Regions from separate parts of the Zea mays genome. Here region 1 is linked to region 2. The links are chromatin contacts, called in public Hi-C maps. All regions are on one chromosome and are shown on one strand. Each heading gives the region's core, a stretch centred on a gene start, on an enhancer-like site or on the middle of the called end of the contact. The rest is flanking DNA. Distances are from core to core; before and after follow the strand shown. Region 1 holds the start of LOC103626622. Region 2 holds the start of LOC542153 (probable protein phosphatase 2C 45).

What was found. A called contact is a pair of places that touch in the nucleus more often than the background predicts.
Region 1: a Hi-C map of ear shows a contact between it and region 2, with 2.5 times the contacts expected there. The contact joins the promoter of LOC103626622 here to the promoter of LOC542153 in region 2. A contact is called at or near these places in 2 of 25 Hi-C or Micro-C datasets (ear and tassel).

The regions. Positions count from the first base shown.
Region 1 is chr5:82,470,854-82,475,387 of Zm-B73-REFERENCE-NAM-5.0, forward strand. LOC103626622 reads right to left here and starts at 1,345. Exons shown (of 2, transcript XM_008647026.3): 1 at 1,136-1,345. The coding sequence starts at 1,195.
Region 2 is chr5:82,330,732-82,335,322 of Zm-B73-REFERENCE-NAM-5.0, forward strand. It overlaps LOC542153 (probable protein phosphatase 2C 45), which reads left to right and starts at 2,005. Exons shown (of 8, transcript NM_001319767.1): 1 at 2,005-2,389; 2 at 3,396-3,529; 3 at 3,654-3,752; 4 at 3,843-4,001; 5 at 4,215-4,301; 6 at 4,400-4,491. The coding sequence starts at 2,172.

The sequences.
Region 1 (4,534 bases), core at 95-2,594, 140 kb after region 2:
GCATTAGGTCGTTTCTGAGACCACATTGGCGCAATGGACTACATGGTGTTTGAGGTTGCTAAATTGGATGGAGCAGCAATGATTTGTCACACTAACAGCAACATGAAAGGTTATTTGTTGGTTTTAAACGTTAATAATTGCTACGAAGTAGCGTAATTTATATGGAGCGGATCCAGTTTTTATTGATGCCTGACTTTAGCAATCACTCCATATTTTGATCTATCTTTTTTTATAAGTTTGACTTCATGGGACTTATTTTATAAACTTGATCTCACAAGCTTTATCTTATTTGGTCTATGTATGATGGAATTATGTCATTTTATAATCTCTGTTCATTCAGTTAATCGTTGTGAACTCTCTTCTAATCGCTCACTTCATTGGCCGTGTTGTACCAAGACATATTTGCATGGAGTAAACAATAACATCAGTTAGCCAAATCAAAAAATATATTATACAGAGAGCGGAGATAATCAATAAAAATTCTTGAAATTTTTTTGATGGATCGTTTAAGTGGATATTGTTGTAAGCCGTCGCAACGCACGGGCAACCGACTAGTATATAGGGAGAGGAGAGTTATTCGCCGTATCACAATAATTTAACAAATTTTATTAATTGTTAAGTCATTCATGATTTTTTGTTAAATCGTTTTATTAGATATTGAATATTATATATTGACGTCGAAGATAAAAGAATTATTTTATTCGTCTTTCTTCTTTTGACGATGCCCTCATGTGCACCCTTATGAATCAAGTTTAATAACATAAACAAACACATATATAGACAATTAATAAAAAATGCCTTTTATTAACTTATTATATAAAGAAAAAATTGTCATGCTTATGTTTTTGGCACAATTAAAACATAAAAATTATGTATTTTTTAGAAAAATAAAGATATAGTTTATTATACGCTCCATTAAATTTCGAGTTTAGTTTATTCTATATTAAGAAGTATAAAAATAACTTCTATCATTTTCAAAATCCTTCATATAATCTTCTGTTTTTATATCTCTTAATATACGAATGGACTTGAAAAACTTGATTACGCAACAGTTTGGCTCTCTCGTATGAATTGTTAAAAAAAAGGGTCCATACATAAATCATGATGAATGGCAAAAAAAAAACTACATGCATACCTCCAGCTTGACCTTCATGTTGGAGGTGTCAGGAGGATCAGAAGATGGCTGGGTGTGCATTATGGCAGGGCGCTAGACGGAAGGGACGGCGCAGAGGGCCATTTGAAGCCCTCGCAGCGCAGACGGCCCACGCGACGCGGTGGAGGGGAGACGCAGGGAAGCGAAGCGGCCAGCCCAGGCCAGGCGTGCGGGGGAGTGTGGAGGAGCCCTGCAGCTCACACCGGCCCGGTTTAAGAGAGGCCTGGGTGTCCCACGTGGCAGCGTCCCCGACCGCTCTTCTACACCTACGGCTCGGAGGGTAGCTAGCCGCGGTTAATCCGGTTACCCGCTGGGCTAGGCTACCTTTGGCCATGCGAGCATACACCCACACGTGCTAATAGATGCTCGAAATCCGAATATTTAACGGATTTTATCTGATATAAAGATGGTATAAAATGATTTTTATCCGTAGGTTTATCCAATATAAAGACGATCTAAAATATTTTTTTTTATTCGTAGGTCTGTCTATATGTGCAAGAATCTCTGTCCATCGCGTATAGACACGTATATACTATCCATATCATACCACTGTTACCATCTAATAAAACTCACCTTAACTTAAAAAATCTTTCTCTTACTATTGTTTATTTAACTATTAAGTTATGTGATCATATGATTTACTAGGTATATGCCCGTGCGTTGCAACGGGTGACATTTGTACACGCATAGATCATTGTTTAGTGATGTTATCAACTGATGGGTCACACTTGTGTATGCATAGGTCATTGTTTAGTGATGTTATCAACCGAATTCTGCGTGTCAGGTCGACACGCGAGGGAGGTGGCATCGGGAGGCAGGCTCGGGGGCGGGGCATCGGGTGTGTGCGACCATGAATCGCGTCGGGAGGCAGGCTCGGGGGGCGGGAGGTGGCTAGAGGTCGTGGCATGCGGAGCGCTGCGCGATTGGAGCAAGAGACGGGGAAGAGCTAGAGGAGACCAGGCGTGGATGGTTTTGCCAAAAGTGTTGAGTGCATTTGTCGGAGATAGGAAAGGCAGAACCAGAGAGGGTCAGCCTACCCCTTACCTTCTTCATAGTAGTAAGTTAGGTACCTATACGTTGTTATGGACATACATTTTCCTTGTTTAAATAAGAGTTATATAAACATGTTCCAACAGAATTTGCGAGTAAAGTTTGTTTGGTGTTTATACCTTTCCCTCGTGATCTTCTAGACTGCCTTCTTCATCGAGATAAGTAGAGATTGACATATCCTATTTGAATGTGAACCAATCCTATGATTCATTTACCAACTGTATTTTTATATGTGCCTGAAACGTTGTGGGTTCCACAACATTGTACAAGCTTGGCTATATTGGGCACCAACTATATATAAAGCTAGTTTATCCATGTCAGCTTCTGTACAACTTTACATTCACAAGCTACATTTGTCTGAAAGAACCACGAAGCAAAAAAAAGGAACAAAGCCTTTGATTTCCTCTAAAGCATGCAACAACCAAAATCTTATCTTCTAGCTATATGCCAACTGGTTGAACTTGAATTGATTGTCCCCAAAGCACGAGAGGCAGCCCTGCGTTTGGTCCTTGGGGTTCACGTCGCCGCCATTCGACGTGTCGATCGCCTCCACCAGGGACACCACCTCCGCCATCTCGGGACGCTTGTCCGGGTTTGTGTCCTAGCATCGGGTTTGTGTCCCAGCATTGCACGTTCGTTAGCGAGCTAGGACAACAATGCGATATCTCAGGCCTAAGGTTTTGTACAAAAGTTTATTTCGCCTTAGGCTTTCCGTGACAAACATGGCAACAAGGAACGGGACAGAGACATGTCTTTGTTTTCACCTGGTGAACGAAAAGCTGAGATCAGGGTATGGCATGTTACAACAGTATATCTCCCACAGGTAGTTTCCAAAGTTGTACACGCCACACTTCCTATTGTAAGCGTGGCCATTGAGGACCTACATGCATATGCCAAAGTGCATAAGCATCTACATTTATACTGTGTTTTAGGAAAAAAGCATAAGACAATCTCTCCATCATAATCTTATGTTTTAAATGGAATCGCTATTACCCGCACTACTGCCAATTATAGGAGCACAAAATAAGGACCTCACAATATGATTTTCATGCAAAAGCGGAAAGGGAAAGTGCATAAAGCGGAAAGGGTGATACACGATGACCATGAAATCAAGAAAACCGATGCTTTATATAGTAGAAGAGAAGAGAAAAGGAAAGAATTATTTTATTGTCGTCGAACTTAATCTCTCCGTTTATAAACATTCAAGTTTAAAATTATACATCTGTAATGAAAGCATAACATTATGGAGTCATTTCCCACATCAATGCATTGTACATAAGATCACAAAACACAAACCTAGCCCTCGAAATCTCCTCTTGTATATCATGCAATCCTTCTCTTATAGCAGGTATCTGCTTGTTCTCAAATCTGATCTGCTCTAGCTCCCGGTACAATGACTGAACCTTCACAAACAACTCTTTGCGCAAAGCTTCGAACTCCATCTTTCATAACTTAGCACCAACACTTCTTTCATGCCACCCTTGATAATATCCTTGTATTCCATTTCATTATCAACACTAACTCTAGGAATGATTTGTTTGGCAAGTATATGGATCTCATCTTCAATGACAAATAATTCTTGCCTAAGGCCATGAATATCCTCTAGCACAAGAGTATTATCAGCAACAATTCAATGAATCTCTTCACAACGAACTGCAAGTTTCTACTGGAAAGGGAGCAGAGGCATGGGTCCAGGAACTCCTCTAGCTAATGGATTTGACAAGGAATTTCTTTAGCCATTATTGCTCCAAAGTTGGCAGCCATGTGGTATTCTGATGGTGCCTGCAATGGTGTGGGTAGAAGAGGACACACAACATATGAATGAATGGATATGCTCGAATAACATGGGATAAAAAATTGAACTATCTTGAACAGTTAAAATGGCATAAGTATGTGACTGGAATTGGATATGGTAAATAGATTATCATTTCCAAACAAGCATGACTGCATTTCAGTACACAAAACAACATCATACGACATGATTGCACAAACACACCTAAGGTAAAAAGTGTAGGTATTTCACCAACCAACAATTAACTGATTAGCTCATTTAACATTTTGTGGCGACTTGCACTTAACTACACTTGGTCATCATGACAGACAACACCATGCTAATTGGGATGCACCTAAGAACTTCGGTAGAAAATGGAAACTAAGCCATGGGAAATTGAATTTATAAACATTCACGTTTTGATCTATGGTTCCCTTAATAGTAAGAACCAACTTTCATGTCGAACTATGGTTCCCTTTCCTTCTATACTAAGAATATAGCATCATTACTTTAATCTAATCAAATTTGTAGATAACCAGAAATAGGATCCATGAATAGCT
Region 2 (4,591 bases), core at 755-3,254:
TGTAAAAAGGTCCTTGAGAGATTTAATATGATTAAAGCTCACCCTTTAAAGACCCTAATGGTCGTGAGATCCCTTGAAATGGATACCGACCTATTTAGATCGAAGAGTGATGATGAGAAATCGTTGGGACCTGAAGTTCCTTACCTTAGCGCTATTGGAGCACTGATGTACCTTGCGAATTGCACCAGGCTTGATATTGCATTCGCGGTAAATCTACTAGCTAGATACAGTACAGACCCAACCAGAAGACATTGGGTAGGTGTTAAGACTATACTTAGATACCTCAAAGGCACTCAAGATCTTGGCCTGTTTTTTCCGAAGAATCAGGACCAGACTATGGTGGGCTATGCTGATGCTGGATATCAGTCAGATCCCCATAATGGTATATCTCAGACTGGCTTTGTATTTCTATGTGGTGGCACCGCTGTATCCTGGAGATCATGCAAACAGACATTAGTAACGACGTCTACTAACCACTCAGAAATAATCTCACTATATAAAGTCGCACGAGAATGTGCTTGGCTACGACGGATGACTAACTACATCCAGAAGTCATGTGGTTATAACACCGCAAATACCCCCACCATTATCTATGAAGATAATGTTGCATGTGTTGCACAAATGGAAACATGCTATATTAAGAGCAATATGACTAAGTATATATGTCCTAAGTATTTTTATCCTCATGAACTCCAGAACGAGGGTGAGGTAAAAATCCTGCAAGCCAAGTCTTGTGATAATCTGGCTCATTTATTCACTAAATCCTTACCTGCAGTCACATTCAGAAAATGTGTACGAGGTATAGGGATGAGGCATTTGAGAGACCTGCAGGGTTCAGGGGGAGATCACCTCTGAACTTCAGCCCTTACAATTCGACCTGAAGATCGTATATTATACACCTTGAAGGTTATAGTTGTCCTGAAGACACCCGTTGTACTCTTTTTCCCATTGTGAGTTTTTCTGAAGTTTCTCACATATGGTTTTTAACGAGGCAACAAGTGCAATATATCGAGTGGAACTATGCTCTCTTTCTCCATTTTTTCTCACTGGGTTTTTCGGAGTTTTGATGAGACATAAGTCGTCACGTTATTCGCCCAAGGTCAAGTGTTAAGAAACCCTAAAAGAGGTTTAATGGGCTAATACCGAAACTGCCCTCAGTGGGTTTACATGTTATATATGTATCCATATCCCTCATAATAAAGATAGACAGATAGAGATTTGATCCACTGTGTCTTTTGTTCCTCTGTGTGTTCGGTTGCTGGGAAGGGAACATGCTTCTACAACTTCTCACGTCCCTACTGCTCTTGGGAGGGTTCGGAGTCTAGATCAAAGATCTACGACGACTATGTTGTTTAAACACGTTGTCTTAAACGACCATAGGACCCGAGCCTCCATAAAGAAGTCGCCGATGTGAGTCGTGGCCTCGTGGGCAGTGGCAACCTAGGATTTGAATCTAGAGTAGTTAGAAATAAAACTTTAACATATACAATAGTGTATAATCTGGCACCACGTATATATAATTTTCATCGATCTGGTACATAATAAAAATAACTAAAATATTTCATAATACTTTTAAATCATTAAATTAGACTAAACGTTAAGTGATAGTTTGTTTTTTAGACTAAATTTTAGGGTAGTCGGTCGGAGGCCTCCGCCCCTGGTCGTGGTGGTGCGGCCTTAGGGGGTGTTTGGTTTCTAGGGACTAATGTTTAGTCCCTTCATTTTATTCCTTTTTAGTGTATAAATTGTTAAATATGGAAACTAAAATAAAGTTTTAGTTTCTATATTTGGTAATTTTAGAACTAAAATGGAATAAAATCTAGGGACTAAATATTAGTCCCTATAAACCAAACACCCCCTTAGTCGTGATTCGTGATTCGTGAGGGGACAGGACAGGAGGCGAGAAAAGAGGCCGGGGACCGGGGTGGCGAATGGCGATGACCGGGTCCGTCCAGTCGCGGCGCGCCCGCCACGTCATCCTCCCGCCGATCGTTCTCATCCACTCTTCCGCTGCTTTTCCTTTCTCCTTTCTCCTCTCTCCTCTCTCCCCTTTCCTCTCCCCAAGCAGGCGGGGCGAGCGAGCCCAGCAGGCGTCTCTCCTCTCGTCCATCCGTTTCCTCCTCCCCCTGCTTCCCGGCTCGCCTCCCTCCCCTCCCTGTGCGCCTCTTTTCATGCGCGAGGAGGGACCGTGGGGACCACCACCACCAGCACCACCACCTCCATCCGTGCGCCTCTCGCTCTCGCTGGTGGTGCTCCTCCTCCTCCTCCTGCTCCCGGGGCGGGCGGCCTCCTTTTCCACCTCCTGCTGGTGCCAGGGCCGGGAGGGCGTCGCGGAGGTGGCGCGCATGGGGCTCGCCGGGGACGGGTCGGCGGACACCGCCCACCTCAGGTTTTCCTCCCTCCTCCCTTCTCCTTCCTCTTTCACCTCCCGCTTTCCCTTTCGCCCCCATCCATCTGGTTGACTTCGCCGTGGGGAACGAGAGGCTAGCTTCTCAGGAGGCTATGACGCCTCGTAGCCGAGATCCATGGCAGCGGGGACGAATTATACTCCTCTATCTGCTGCGCCGTGGCCGTGGATTCGGGACACTGGAATTATTAGGCACCGGGCTTGGGCGCGACAGGCCCAGCCTTTCAGTTGGATCTGCCCAATTGTTAATGTTTGATCATGTTGGCCATGAGGGTCGAACGATGGCGGGTTACTGATCAGATCGTTCGGGAGCTCTCTTCTGCCTCGTCGCACGATTGGATTTTAGGACTATTATTCCGGTGTCACTTTTTTTACTTTTGCGTGCCAAGCATCAGGATCTATTAAGATTTTGGTCATACATGGCTGATCTAATGTCCACTATTAAACCGAACCTCGTGTCTTTTTAACTGACGATTTTACAGGATTTGTTGTGCAAGTTAACCATATCCGCAGGCCTTGCCGATGTATTGGCTCATTGAATGTCCCCCTTGCAAACAAGACATTCCTCGCATCATTGCTCTTTGAATACTAAGTGCTACGTACAAGTCCTCACTAGCTAGATGTGTTTTCTGCGTGCAGGTCTGTCTACATTTGATTTGGTGGCCAATTGTTGACAAGCTTGTGTTTGTTTTCTAGTCTAACATAACTTGTGTGTTATACTCATGTGTTAGATGGTATTCCAAGCTAACTACAAAGAAATAAAGACTAAAGAGTGTCTGTTACTCTGGTGAACTTTATGGAAGTTAGATGTTGAATTTTCTTTTTCGTCCGAAATATAAAGCATACAAAACTCCATAGCAGCTCAATCAGTTTATTAATGTCATAGGAAATTCCTTGTACTGATTTTCTGTCTTGTATATAACACTAACAGTGTGCAGTGTCACATAATCCGAATTCACACTTGTTTGACAGAACGTTACCCTTGCAGTAATAATGAAAATGGGCGGTTCATTTATGGAGTTGCGAGTTCTCCTGGTAAAAGAGCATCGATGGAGGACTTCTATGAGGCAAGAATAGACGACGTTGATGGAGAGAAAATTGGAATGTTCGGTGTATATGATGGTATGTATTCGCTAGCGACATCTGAAGTGATATCAATTCCCGCGGTTTTCCTAATGCCACCACTCTCTGATGAAGTTGGTAGTTTGAGTTGTAAGGTTGAGGGCATGGTTTTCTGTTTCTGTAGGTCATGGAGGAGTCCGAGCAGCTGAGTATGTTAAGCAGCACCTTTTCAGCAATTTAATCAAACACCCAAAGTTCATCACTGATACCAAGGCTGCTATCGGTACTTTCATATTAGCTTAACTATTGTAGACTTTTGACTTGTACACTGAGATATGGTGATCTTGATACCCTTGTATTATTTTTGCTGCAGCCGAAACTTACAACCTCACAGATTCAGAATTTCTGAAAGCTGATAGCTGTCAAACTCGAGATGCTGGCTCAACTGCCTCAACAGCTATTATTGTAGGTGACCGTTTGCTTGTTGCAAATGTTGGAGATTCTAGAGCCGTTATTTCTAAAGGAGGACAAGGTAAGTTTCTCGTTGGTAACATGACATATCTCAATGTCTTTTCCTATACTTCCACATGTATCGGAAACTTTCAAATTATTATATGCTGTGTATTTTCCTGGACGAGTATTTCCTTGTGACGAATGGATAAACTGAATATCAGGATTCCAAGCTAACCACGTTCCACTTGTATTCGATATTTTTTGTTATGTTTTCCCCATCTCGGAGCTGCAGCGATTGCGGTTTCAAGGGATCACAAACCTGATCAGACAGATGAGAGACAAAGAATTGAGGACGCAGGGGGCTTTGTTATGTGGGCTGGTAGTGATTCCTCTGATTCTATCTATAAAAAGAAACTATCTTATCTTAATATGTGCCATTACTGTTGCTTCTACTGCTTGATTTTTCGAAATTTGTAGGGACATGGCGAGTGGGTGGTGTTCTTGCTGTCTCTCGCGCATTTGGTGATAAACTCTTGAAGCAGTATGTTGTCGCTGACCCTGAAATCAAGGTTTGTCATGCACTTATGTTTTATTACGGATTGTCGGGATAGTTTTTCAGACCTATCATGGTTTGAGGGAATATGGTGGGGTTGTAAACTTGTAATAAGT